2 separate regions of the Salmo salar genome follow, and region 2 is linked to region 1. The links are chromatin contacts, called in public Hi-C maps. All regions are on one chromosome and are shown on one strand. The core of a region is the stretch at or near the end of the contact, and the rest is flanking DNA. Distances in the headings are between cores, read along the strand shown. Region 1 holds the start of mtmr4 (myotubularin related protein 4). Region 2 holds the start of LOC106603975 (beta-glucuronidase).

Evidence for each region. A called contact is a pair of places that touch in the nucleus more often than the background predicts.
Region 2: a Hi-C map of gill shows a contact between it and region 1, with 4 times the contacts expected there. The contact joins the promoter of LOC106603975 here to the promoter of mtmr4 in region 1. A contact is called at or near these places in 2 of 3 Hi-C or Micro-C datasets (gill and muscle).

What each region holds. Positions count from the first base shown.
Region 1 is chrssa04:82,700,647-82,703,623 of Ssal_v3.1, forward strand. It overlaps mtmr4 (myotubularin related protein 4), which reads left to right and starts at 1,520. Exons shown (of 20, transcript XM_045717405.1): 1 at 1,520-1,751.
Region 2 is chrssa04:82,950,787-82,954,040 of Ssal_v3.1, forward strand. LOC106603975 (beta-glucuronidase) reads left to right here and starts at 1,993. Exons shown (of 12, transcript XM_045717410.1): 1 at 1,993-2,293. The coding sequence starts at 2,081.

The sequences.
Region 1 (2,977 bases), core at 270-2,769:
AGCTGTGGATTAGTGAGGAATGGGGGCCGAAGTCAGGTCACATTAAGGGATACGGAACAGTTTATTACCCACATCATTTAACTTCCTGCCTAGCAACAAATATGTAATGTTTAGAGAAAAGGAGACTTCACCTAAAAGGGGTATAAACTACCGGACAACTAGGAAAAGTTCAAACCAAGTTTAGTCACCCAATGGGTCAGACAGCGAAACAGATTAAGACATGTTCGTGCGAACATGTCTTAATCTGTTTCGCTGTCTGACCCATTGGGTGACTAAACTTGGTTTGAACTTTTCCTAGTTGTCCGGTAGTTTATACTCGTTTATTTAGAACCTAACGACAATAAATTCAATTAGAAAATATAAATGGGCTCTTTAGATAGGAGAGCCAAATTAACAGCTCTCCACCGTTATCAGTGACCACAACCATGCGATTGCCTTTCCCTTACTCAGAAACATTCCAAGCCCCTGGTGTCATGCCCATATGGGGACGCAGTGGTACATGCCCCCTCAGATGTCCTTAAAAAAAGAATAATGTTTCTCTGTAACAGAGCCACCTAGCAATTTTATAAAGTTGGCTTTAGCTAGCCTAGATAGGTTTCCAATCTTCCAAAATCAAAACGACCTACCCAGGAGCCATTTCAGGCTATCAATCAAGGTAGAGTAGCTAGCTTGTATAACTATGTTAGCTGGCATCCCTGCTGGCAAGGTTGGTAGACTTTAGAAAAGCAAGCAATAACTAAAAAAATTTTTACATAGAATTAAGCACAATGATTATGGCTCTAGATTGCAGGACAAAAAAAAAACCTGTTTCAGGAAAATTGTTGAACCTGTGCTTTGTGCTCCCGTGGATTTGTGGGGCTCATTACTACAGTCGGCTCAGCTTGGAGCGCGAACGTTTTCAGACGCGATTGATTTCAAATGGAGTCACGACCGCTTTAACAAAGCTCCCGGTGACGCGCCGTAGCATGTGATCAGTTTGTGCCGCGCTGTGATTTTCTATTGGTCCCTCAGTTCACTAGAATACCGCCCACAGGCACTGACGCCCCTCTGATGCCGCGCGATTGCCAGCAACATTGAGGGAATTCGATTAATATGACCCCCGTGCCCGGGTAGATTTGTTTTGTACCAGGTGAAAGTTGAATGCATTCGTCTTGGGAATCGGGCTGCCTCCCGGGGCGTGAGCCAGATGCCCCGTTCAACGACCACGGTGAAGTCTGTTCAAAACAAAAGTGATGTAATTAAGCACGCCGAGTAATGAGTAGGATTGTGTATTTTCACATGCAACAATTATTGCTTAATCTACCTTCCCAATGACAAATAGTTAGAAAATTAAAACATATATTTTATGGAAAAGAGATGTATGTTTCTGAGCGATGCACCATGTTGACTCGTGATCAAGTGGCGTAGATCAGTATTCCATTTTAGACCGGCACTCCTCCCTCACCACCGCTTTTGCCCGTTCATATCACGGACCACATCCTAATCGAATCGACCCATTCTAGAGGCACCGATCTGTCTTGATTGGCTTTGGTGTGGGTGTGTGCACGCCATTGACGCGGCTACACAACCGCGCTTTTACCTGTCAGAAACTTTCATTGGCTATTCCGCAATTATTGGTACGAATTCTCTCTGACCATTGGTTCAAATGCATGCTTTACTTTTGCTGATTGGTCGAAGCATAGGTCATCGCTCGTGAATGCGGAAGTCGTGTAGTCTACTGAGTCACCGTTGTATCAGCTGATTCTTTCTGAGTGAGTAGCTAACCCGATTGTATTTGAAAAAAATAAATAAGCCAAGATGTCAATTTTTTTTTAAATGGTGTGTATTATGTTGCACGGCTGCTGCGAGATATGCTGTTCATTAGCAATATTTTGACATTTGCCAGTGTGCTTAGCTAGACCAGTCCACTAGACCTTCGGCCGCCTCCCCCTCCTAGCAGCCGGTGTGTTTCACGGGGCATCACTACTCTGACTAACGATAGCTCGTCAACCTCGGCTAAGGAAAGCCAGCTACTAGTTTTCACCATTTCTGTATTGTTGCACCTGTTTGATTATCTACCTACATTTAGTGAACTAGGTGTTTTAGCTGTCAAACGGTATTGTTTAGCGTGTTTTTTTGTATGCTTTTCTAGTACCAAGCTTCTCTGATCCTATCAAAGGGTGTGTTCGTAAATTGTCTCCAGTGTGTCAAGAGTGCGCTCTCTGGGTCTCTCGTTAATTCAGAGAGTTGTCAAATGTTGTCTTGTTAAATTCAGAGCATTTCGTCCTCGGATCGTTCAGAGCGCATATCCGAGCTTTCTGTCCTCACAACTTGTTTCCAAGCACCCAAGATAACGTTAACTGGCTGAAGTTGCCTAACTTACTAGCTACTTAATTTAAAAACATTTTTTTTAACACCTTTATTTTATAAATGAGAACAGCAATGTATCTACCTACGTGAAAGAGGGCCAACCAACTTTCTGGTAGAGAATGCAGTGATGAGTACTAAAATTGTTGCCCATAATAAATCAAATCAAATTTTATTTGTCACATGCGCAGAACATGCACCGCAGTGCGCTATGTTAAACTGCTTTTTACAGCTTTAAATAAGTGGCCGCTGCGTTCATATAGATGTTGCCATAGTCTAGGACTAATGGGGAAAATCGACTGAATAATCTTCTTTCTACTGTTCAGCGAAAAAGTTTAGATATAATTATTTAGGTCGGACACAAATGAGAGAACACCTGTCTCTGACCCTAGCAGAGCTGGTTAGGCGGTTTGAAATGTTGTCAATAGCGTTAGTGACTGACTGTGCTGCTGGCAAACTTACTAGAATATTCTGCTGGCGATGGTCATATTCAACGGGTGTTGCACATTCGTAAATTCGTCAGTTATTTTGTGAATTTCTGAGTGCACCATTTAAAAAAAAATAAAAAAAATGTATTTCACCTTTATTTAACCAGGTAGGCCAGTTGAGAACAAGCTCTCATTTACAACTG
Region 2 (3,254 bases), core at 743-3,242, 250 kb after region 1:
TGACATCTGTGCCCAGTCCGAGCCGTCGCTTTGTACCACACCGTCTGGCCCCTAGGCAAGCAGAGTATAAACGATTGCAACTGAATACTGCAGGACATGGTCTGGATCCCCCATACTCAACCAGAACGGGGTCAATACTACAAACAAAGTTGTGACTACAATATATATTTGCTTTTTAATTTGGTTGGGAGGGAGGGCTCAGTTTGGCTTCACCCCTGGTATCATATTCACCCCTGGTATCACACAATATATCTGTCCCATGCAAAAATGTGTAGAATTGAGGAAAATTTGATTTAAAATTGCTAAATGGGTGTGAACAGTTTGGGGTCGCATGAGTCGCGACTACGCCGATAAATGACAATATCCATCCGGACCTTGTGTAACAGTGTAGGTTCCGTAACTCTCTTCGCCCTAACCTGGGCTCGAACCAGGGACCCTCTGCACACATCAACAACTGACACCCCACGAAGCATCGTTACCCATCGCGCCACAAAAGCCGCGGCCCTTGCAGCGCAAGGGGAAACCCTACTTCAAGTCTCAGAGCGAGTGACGTCACTGATTGAAACGCTATTAGCGTGCACCACCGCTAACTAGCTAGCCATTTCACATCGGTTACACTCACTAACTAGGAAATGTGTGTCCGGACCTTCTCAAATAGTACTGAGTACCCCTGGTCTAGACAGTTACCTGAATTAGCTGGGGCTCATCCAAATGAAGTTCTTGGGCCGTGGTTCAGTTTGTTACGTTAGAGTAGCCTACACTCATCAAGTTTAGTGAAATCAGATCCATGATGTTTCCAATCCCAACAATGGCAGTGAACCCGTAGGCACAAATCATTAATATACACCTTTCTGCTTGGAGAGGTTTGCACGGTTTTTGCACACATACGTTTCTTGATCTTTATGAAAAAGCATGGCATCTCCTGTGTTAGGCTCCGCCTAGTGGCCAGAGACAAGCATTACAGTTTTGTTGGTGAATAGGAATTTTACAAAAACATTCTTCTTCCTGACAAATATTTGTGCATTAATGGGTAGAAAAATACAATGGGAAATAAATGACCAATCCATTTGAGATATCCAAACTGGTGGAGAGAGTGCTGGGAAGAGTGAAGGCTGTGAGGATCTGTCGTTCTGCCCCAGAACAAGGCAGTAAACCTCCTAAGCCGTCATTGAAAATAAGAATTTGTTCTTAACTGACTTGCCTAGTTAAATAAAGGTTAAATTGAAACAAAAAAGTGCAGTTAGGGTATATTAACTACAGAGTCCGAGCTTTTATCCCAATGCAGTGGGATCGTTGCAGAGCTTTTGGTCATGTAGGAAGTGTTTGCAGAAGAGAGAAGCCGAGATGTGGAAAAGTTCATATTATGTGTTATAAAAGTGATGAACATGTGACATGTTGCAATTACGGTGGGAACCATGAAGCCACGTCTTTCAAATGCCCGACAATGATGAAAGATAATTTGGCCAAAGTCAGGGCTGTACAGGACATTTCATATGCAGCAGCTGTTATTAAAGGGGTTGAGGGTTTGAATAGTGCACCTGAAGAGTCTATGGTAGTGGATAGGTCTAGGCTGCAGGGGTTGCCTTTCAACCAGCAGGATCCTTACATTTTAAAGATTAAGAAGGTGGATTGTATGGCTTTTATAGCTGTGGTAATTAATGGCACTGCCAAGGTGGAGAGAAGTTCCAGGAAGATATAAATCATAGTGATTGTGTTGGAGCGGTTCCCAGGGCTGAAAGATTTCTCAGCGAAGGACTTAAAGTGGAATATTGGCACAAGCCGTACCACCCTAGCAGGTCTGAGAAGGGAGATATGGAGAATTAAAAGAAGGAAGGAAGTGGGAGTTTTGTTAGTTTTGGCAATGTACTATTTTTTTATTGGGGTGGATTAATTTAGTTTCACTATTACTTATGGATTTATTTGTAATTTTGTTTTCAAACCATCCAGTTGGTGGCGGCAATACACCTTTATGGGTTGTAGTCCGCCATAAAAAACCCCACAGAACAAGACTTCCGTTAGAGCTGGTCATGTGACTAACTGCTGAAAGCTAAAGACGTGTGTTGTTAGCCAATGTGTGAAAATGGAGCCGTTTAGAAGGCTAGTAAAGTATTTAGTGTTGCTATCTGCGGTATGGGATGTCGCTCATGTTCAGCACGGTGGGATGCTGTTCCCCCGGGAGTCGTCGTCCCGTGAGATCAGAGAGCTGAACGGGCTGTGGGACTTCAGAGCCGACTTCTCACATAACAGGAACTTGGGCTTTGAACAGGCTTGGTATAAAAGTCCCCTTGCAGAGGTAAACATCAACAGCCATGTTTAATAAACTATATTAACTATGTCAAGTGGATAGTGTGTTAATAAACTATATTAACTATGTAAAGTGGATAGTGTGTTAATAAACTATATTAACTATGTAAAGAGGATAGTGTGTTAATAAACTATATTAACTATGTAAAGTGGATAGTGTGTTAATAAACTATATTAACTATGTAAAGTGGATAGTGTGTTAATAAACTATATTAACTATGTAAAGAGGATAGTGTGTTAATAAACTATATTAACTATGTAAAGTGGATAGTGTGTTAATAAACTATATTAACTATGTAAAGTGGATAGTGTGTTAATAAACTATATTAACTATGTAAAGTGGATAGTGTGTTAATAAACTATATTAACTATGTCAAGTGGATAGTGTGTTAATAAACTATATTAACTATGTAAAGTGGATAGTGTGTTAATAAACTATATTAACTATGTAAAGTGGATAGTGTGTTAATAAACTATATTAACTATGTAAAGTGGATAGTGTGTTAATAAACTATATTAACTATGTAAAGTGGATAGTGTGTTAATAAACTATATTAACTATGTAAAGTGGATAGTGTGTTAATAAACTATATTAACTATGTAAAGTGGATAGTGTGTTAATAAACTATATTAACTATGTCAAGTGGATAGTGTGTTATAAAATCGTCGCCAAAAGCATGTGGACTACCAGTCCTGTTTGTTCAGAATAGTTATCTGCCACTATAACTTTTAATGCTGGTCTGTTTGGGGAACTTTGATAGGCTTGTCTGCAAACAAAATTATTATCCAATCTGTAGTCTGCAAACAAAATGATTATCCAATCTCGTCTGCAAAAAAATTTTTTTTATCGGTAGTCTGTTGTAACTTCAAACCAACTAAAACTGTTTGTTTCGCCAAGTCTTTGCATGTATTTTACCTAATACTTTGTGTAAACTGTCTTGATGATAATT